2 separate regions of the Mus musculus genome follow, and region 2 is linked to region 1. Evidence: chromatin contacts called from public promoter capture Hi-C data. All regions are on one chromosome and are shown on one strand. Each heading gives the region's core, a stretch centred on a gene start, on an enhancer-like site or on the middle of the called end of the contact. The rest is flanking DNA. Distances are from core to core; before and after follow the strand shown. Region 1 holds the start of 2010204K13Rik (RIKEN cDNA 2010204K13 gene). Region 2 holds the start of Suv39h1 (suppressor of variegation 3-9 1).

Evidence for each region. Promoter capture Hi-C pulls out the DNA fragments that hold promoters and counts their contacts.
Region 2: a promoter capture Hi-C map of pre-B cells shows a contact between it and region 1, with 9 times the contacts expected there. The contact joins the promoter of Suv39h1 here to the promoter of 2010204K13Rik in region 1. A contact is called at or near these places in 6 of 39 promoter capture datasets (the SN4741 cell line, cranial neural crest, liver and 3 more), 1 of 115 datasets of contacts at active chromatin or transcription factors (astrocytes) and 1 of 9 other capture datasets (liver).

What each region holds. Positions count from the first base shown.
Region 1 is chrX:7,421,008-7,424,710 of GRCm38.p6, reverse strand. 2010204K13Rik (RIKEN cDNA 2010204K13 gene) reads left to right here and starts at 1,723. Exons shown (of 2, transcript NR_027924.1): 1 at 1,723-1,832.
Region 2 is chrX:8,072,918-8,076,620 of GRCm38.p6, reverse strand. Suv39h1 (suppressor of variegation 3-9 1) reads left to right here and starts at 1,861. Exons shown (of 6, transcript NM_011514.2): 1 at 1,861-2,077. The coding sequence starts at 2,059.

The DNA of each region.
Region 1 (3,703 bases), core at 474-2,973:
TTAACAAAACAATGTCCAGGTCCATCCTTTTCCCTTTCAATTTCTTTTTTAAAGTACATGAGTTATTTAACTTTTCTGAGTAGTAATCATAGAGTCAGACAATTACATTCACTGCTAACCATTTGTTGCTAATTAAAACAAACAAACAAACAAACAAACAAACAAAAAACAGTTTTCTAGGATTGGTTTTTAAAAAATTACTTGATATTTAGGCACCAAGAAGTAAAATCTGTATCTTTGATTTTCTTAGGTTAATTTTATGTGGGTGTTTTTAATGTTTTTTATAAATTAAGTTTGTTCTGTAATAATGTCATATATGTTTATATATATGGATTCTGACTGCTCTAATCCTTACTTTCTTGTCTCTCTCTCACCCCTGTCCTCCCTTTCCTACACTCATGGCTTCTTGTTTTGTGACATACTCAGTTTAAAAAGGGTTGCTTATGTGACTGTAACTGTGGAGTTATGCACTGGACCTGGCTGGCTTCCCTAGTGGGTACATATCTGAAGATAATGATATCCGGTCTTCCAGAGTCTACCAATAGCCAATAGTTCCCCAGGGTCCTGTAAGTACTGACAAGGTAGGTAAGGGGAGGTGCTGCTTCAAGTAGGGTAGCCTTGGGAGCCTTGTCCTCTTTGAGTCTCAATTTTGTCACCTTTAAAATGCTACCAATTACTACCCCACAGGGTTTCCACACGTTGGCACTGTGCGGTGGTGTAAAGAGGTGCCCTGTCCCCAAAGGCACTGTGAACATTGCCTGTATCCAAATCTGAACTTTCTCAAAACTATAGCTTAAGGACCTGAATATACCAGAGATGGGGACCAGTCCCACTTGCTGCCCATTAACAGGCTTGCCTTACACCTCACCACGCTTTCTTGCTGCTGCAGAGAGTCCGCTCTCTTCTTCCACATTTCATTGTCACCTCAGGCTGCAATATATCAGGTGACACACTTGCTGTTCTCAGGTGAGGACAGTCACGTCCTACTCCAGATCTGTAAATGAGGTCCACAGGCCAGTGTGGCCTCAGCTCACATCTGCTATCAAGATACTGTCCTAATTAGAAAAAGCAAGCTGTAGAACAGTGTGTACAATATATTTGTGTGCATTGTAAGATAAACATATGAAGTATGCTTATGTATTTGTAAACAAATTATGAAGGAATATGTGAGGAGTTACGCTTTTGACTAGTTCTAATGGGAAGAAAGGAGACTTTTTACTCATTATTATAATTTGAAAGTTGTTACCAGGAATACAGTTTCTTTCATAATAAAAAACCTTTAAGTAAAAACATAGATAACATATAGAAACATATAGTCATGTGTTGTATGATGATGTTTGATCAACAGACCACATATATGATGGTGATCCTGTAAGACTGTGATGAGGATGAAATAAATTCTTATTGCCAAAAGATGGCAGAGCAATTGCCAAATAAGTAACACTACAGTACTCATATGTGTGTGGTGACGCTGGTGTAAATGCAGATGCAGTACTAAAAATAGGTAACAGCCAAACTCCACAGGTATCTGCAGCTCTTGGTTTGCTCATCTGTGAAATCATAGCTAATCCATAGGGCCACAATCCATAGGACCACTGTGCTCATTGAATGACTCACGCTCAGGAAATGCTTCTGCTTAGCAAAATAATGGTATAGAAGAGGCAGAAGGCAGGCTGGTTTGATGTGATAATCTCTTTCGCCACCTTGTGGTTGGTGACGCACAAGTCAGCCGTGCCGCGACACGTGTTAATAAGCAGAGACTCGAGCTTCCTCCAAGTTTGGACCTTAGTGGGCCGGATGATTTGGAACTTGGAGAACTGAGAAATAAAAACGTAAGTAGGTAGCTTATGGCTCTTTCATTTTAGGTCCTTATTGTCTAGACGCTTTACTTACATTCCCTACGCGTGCGTGCGTGCGCGCGTGCACGAGCACACGGGGAAACTCCCCCCTCCCCCCTGCCCCCGGTACTTAAAGAAGGTAAAATGTGCGTGTGTGTGCGTGTGTGCGCGCGTGTGTGTGTGCGTGCGCGCGCGCGCGTGTAAGGTGTTCGTGCTGGTGACTACAGAGGTTACAAGAGGGGCATTGGATCGATCCCCCCCCCCCGAACGTGAGTTATGGACCACCACGTGGGTCTTAGGAATTGAACCCAGACCCTCTGTGAGAATTAAGTGCTCTCAACTATTTATGCATCTTCCCACCTCCAAGTGTTAGTTTCCACAAGTAGATGTTGTGGATGTTCTAGAGACATAGTTCGGAACTCAACCACAGCAGTGTCCATGCGGACAAGAAGAGGGAACATACATGTTTCTACTACTTAGTCTCTAAATCAGATTTCTAGCCAGCTACAAGTTTCTTTGAGCTCCCTAATAGGTCGAGGGGGAGGGGCGTGCACACACACATACCCATGCCATCTATCATCTATATCATCTGTCGTCTACCTTGTTACCTAAGGAAGGAAAACCAGTGTCCCTGCGCAGAAATGTATGTGAGCTAAACACTCAAACACATAAGATAAATAAATCTTAGTTGATTCTAATCCTTACTGTCCCTTGGTCATGGTCTATCACATCCATGGGGCATGGCTTCTGCCAGGCAGTTCTTGTTTTCCTCATGAGCCAAAGTTGTATGGAAGAGCATCCAATCAGTAGAACCTACTAGGGCATAGTCCTTCCCCTAGGCTAAGCTTGGGTTTCCATCCGAGGGAGGCAGGACTCTGAATGGAAGGATTTCTGAAAAAATTACAAGGACTGTTGAGAAATGCTTGGGTAAGGCAGGGAACCATGAGTACTTCAGATCTTGTCTTCCTTTCCCAGATCCAGCTCTCCCAACAACAGTAGGCTTGAGAGATGTATGGCCCAGGCACACCTGGGAATCTAGAGCTGCCTAATTTTTGGTTAGGTTACATTTAAGCTATTTTCTGGGTAGGTAATGTGTTAACAAATGGGAGGGTTGTTTTTGGACTAGGGTCTCCACTGGAGTATGGATCATGCTGTCTAATTTACCATTGTATTACGTAGCTCAGTGCCTCATGAACAAACTAAGTTGGTCATTGCCTTGAACGTGTATATTTTTATTGACATTTCAGGCCCCTAATCTCAAGAGAAGCCTAAGGAGTGTTGTTTTGGTGTCTTGTTAACTAAGGGAAATCTAGAGGCAGCCCCAGTCTTATAATCTACAGTTTCCCATAGGGCTTCTGACTCCCTCCCTTTCCAGAGAGAGGTCTTTCTCTCTTCCACAGTCAGTGTCTCCATTCTGATACTTCTATGCAGCCAGATGTTTTCTAGGGCCAGTTCTGCTCTCAGGACATGTTTTCAGGAGGAAGAGATGAATCATTCTAGCTTTGGTATTGCTGCATCTGAAATCCTGTTGGCATTGAACTTAATATCCAGGGGGGATGGTTGAGCTTGCCTGCAGCCTTGGCATTTGAGCAAGTACCTTATCTCTAGCTTTGTCTGTGACTGCTAAATGGCCACTAGAGGGAGCCAGTGGAGCTTTGGTGGAACATGGCACTTCCTGTTTGCACTCGGTTCCTGTTCTGGGGGGGAAGAAAAAAAATCACTGTTGCTTAGCAACAAGAAAGCCAATCATGCTTGCGTCTCATGCCTCTGTCACTAACCCCAAGTGAGACATAGAACATAAAGTCTCCTTCAGATATTATATACTGTAACGGTTTGGAACTTACTGGTCACTTGAAATGTGGCCT
Region 2 (3,703 bases), core at 612-3,111, 650 kb before region 1:
GGCTGATCAAAGAGTATGGAACCTCCAGCTAGGCAGCTATTTCTGATGGCTGGTTGTCTACCTAGGCTGAGTCACATGATACTGAGCATTCTGACTAAACATCCACAGGTAGTACGGTCAGTGGGATACCTAGACTGACTACCTGCTTATCTGAAAAGGTGAGAGGGAGAATGAATGAGTCCCGGGGTTAGCTGAGGAACAGCTCTGTCAGGAAAGCTCCCCCGTCCCCCTCAGATACATGCATGGTTGCAAAGTATCCTGATAGAATCCAAGTCTCTCTGAGGAACCTAACACTTCAGAAGATTGACCCATAATGGAAATGAGAAAAGATAGAGTCATTATAGGAACCCAGCTTGACTTGACCACAGCCATTTTAGTCAACTTCAGTGGTGGTAGGGCACAGGGCCTCAGCATACTTTCCAAACCTATAGGATAAACAAAGCCATTAAGATAAGGCAGGCTCCAGCTGCAGATGTAGCAGAGAATGACCTTATCTGGCGTCAATGGGAGGGGAGGCCCTTGGTCCTGTGGAAGCTCGATGCCCCAGCAAGTAAGGGGATGCTAGGGTGGTGAGGCGGGAGTGGTTTGGTGGTGGTAGGGGAGCACCCTCATAGAAGCAGGGAGGATGGAGGATGGGATAGGAGGTTTCCAGGGGGAAAATAGGGAAAAGGTTTAACATTTGAAATGTAAATACATAAAATAACCAATTTTTAAAAAAAGGAAAAAAAAAGAAAATCTAAAAAAAAAAAAAAGATAAGTCAGGGAAGCATTTCATGATAACTACTGATGCCCAAATTACTTTAAGCTGATATTTAGTGAAATGGATTTAGAAAAATAATTGATGGGCCACATTGAAGTTTGTGTAGCACGTAACTCTGTCCTCCTGCTGTGCAGTATAGGGTTTCTCATGTCTTGTTGACACTAGAGATATGAATACGTCTGTAAATCTGTAATAATTGCACTTTGCGAAATCCTGGCTCTTTCTAACTCTTCTGGTATATGTGCGTGTTACTGTGGACTGTGTACGTGTGCATACACATATGTAGGCTAGAGGTCAACAGCAGGCATCTCCCTTGATTGTGATCCATTTTCTTTTTAATTCTTATTACATTTATTGGGTGTGTGTATGTGTGTATGCAGACACATATGTAGGTCAAAGGTCAATGGTAAGCATCATCCTTGATTGATCTCATTGTATTTTTTTTAATATTAAATTTATTTGGGGTATGTGTGTATACACCTACCAAAGTGCAGGTGTGAACAGAGGACAGCTTACAGGAATGGGTTCTGTCCTCTAAGAGCAAGCTTGGGGCTCCTGTCTCCCTCCTCCAGCACTTTGTCGCTGGGTGTGGCTCTTACATGGGTGCTGACAATAATTTGTCCTGACCTAATCCCAGTCCACTTCGGGACATGGGTGGCCATTGGAGTTTGAGACGTCTCCTTCAAGGAAGATGGAGAAAGGGCTGCCTGGCTAACAATGTGATGGGGACAGTTTGAGGGAATAGCAGGCTGCCTGACAAGGGTTGTGCTTCTATGAACTCAGACGGCTGCAGGGCACAGATGGATGCTACTATTGACTGAGTGTGAATGAAGAAGCGAGTGATGGAAACGGACATCTGATGGCGGCGACCGACTTATTATTTATTTCAATCAGGTGACTGGCTGAGCACCTATATATATGGCTCTAGGTCCACCCTGGCAGTGAATGCCTGCGCGAGGTTAAAATAAATGACTGGCAGAATTGGGGTTGCACAAAACAAGCCCTTTATGACTGGCTGACGCCGCGATTGGCTAGCAATATGACTGACAAGGGGCGGGTCCTGGAGCAAAGGCAAGCTTTGCTACTGCGCAGGCGCACTCTGAATAAAGGCAGCGAGCACGGGCTCTCGAGACCACTCCTGGTGACGGGAGGAGTCCAGGCACAGCTCCGCGGTTGGTCCGAGCCGGAGCTGCGAGCGGCGAGGAGCGGCCAATCGACTGCGCGTCCCCGGCCACGCCCGCGCGCGCTCTCTTCTCGCGAGGCCGGTTAGGCCCGAATGTTGTTAGCTGTGGAGAAAGATGGCGGAAAATTTAAAAGGTGAAGCTGTGGTGCTAGAGACGCGAGCTACTGGCCCGGCCGAGTAGAATGGAGGGAAGGTGGCCGGGGCTCCAGGCCAGGCGTCCGGAGCTACGGAGCCTGGAGCTGGAAGGCCGGCGCGGCAAACGTGGGGGCCGAGAGCGCGGGCCCGGCGCGCGGGCAGGGCGGGGCTGAGGGGAGGGGGCGCGTGCTTCGGCCGCGGGGGGCGCGGGGCTGCGCAGGCCGCGCGCGGGGTTTCTCGGCCGCGCGCGGCTGGCCGGCGCGCCTACGCGCGTGAGAGAGAGTCCTGAAGGAGAAGGTTGCGGCCACGCGCGGGAAAAGGCGGCTCTCAGTGACCGTTACCCTTTCGGTTTCCACGGGAGACGCCGGAAGGGGAGGAAGAAGTGGAACGGACCCCCTTCTCAAAATGGGGGAGCCGGCGACTCTAGGTGGGAAAGGGATCGAGGCGAGATGGGGGCAGGGTTTTCGGGTAGACGAGTCTCCCCGGAAAGCGGGACTTGGTGGGGGGGCCTCGGTGAGAGGAGGGCTCGGCTCCTCCATGTGCAGGAAAAGAGGGGTGACTTGTGCGTGCTGGGCGGGCTCCTCGGCCTCGAGTAGAGCGCTGAGAAGAGATTCCACAAGTGTGAGCCGGAGCTGCGGTGGGGAGGAGTGCGGCTGCTGGCACTGCAAATGGTATTTGCAGGCCACTTCTTGGGGCTTTCAAAGGCGTTCCAGACGCAGGTTAGAGGCTCCGGGAACCGAGAGGCCTCGGAGGAGAGGGATTAGTCTCTGCTGGGCCTTGGATAAAAAAGGATCAGTGTATATGTACGCAGTGATCTTTTTTTCTTTTGAAGTGTTTGTGTGTTCTTAGGTTACCATCTAGAGCATCTTATTAGGATTGTTTTAGATTTGAGTCGTATGATGGGAGGAGAAAAAAACCATCCTTAAAAGATGGCATTGGCTACTGACAGCATACACCTAGCATCAAGTGGTTTTGTGACATATTTTGATTTTTTAAAAATGGCTTCTAAAATTACGTTGAAGAAGGGATGTGCTCTGAAGCAAAAAAATGTGTATACTTTAAATCCGCTTCTCTTGAACAATAATTTTGGTGACCAAGAGTCATTGTCGGGGCTTACCTACCACATGTATTGTTTACATGTTCCTGAATTGAGAGCAGATCCCTTCGAATTGAGTTGTACTTTTCACCCCCGAGACAGGGATTTTTTTTTTCCTTGAGACAGACTACGGCTGTCCTAGAACTCAGAGATCAGCTTGTCTCTGCCTTTCCTGGGTCTAAAGGTATGCACCACTATGCCCAGTTTAATGTAATATCTTTCTACAATCTTTATAATTACAAAACCTAAAGTCCTTTGAAATAAAAGTCTTTCTTAAATGTGTCACTAATCATGGCAAGGGATTTTTAAAAGTGAAATTATTCAGTGAGAATATTTAATGTGAAAAATCAAGGCTTTTGCTATAGATGTGTTTGCTGTTAATGTGTTTTGAGTATAGATGGCTTAATGTCCTATGCCAGGAATTCGCCTAAAATTACTTGTGTAAAATTCCCAAATGTTTGAATTCCAAAATCCAGTGGCCCAGGAGTTTCAGATAAGTGAAGACTTTATAGCAACACCTCTGTTTGTT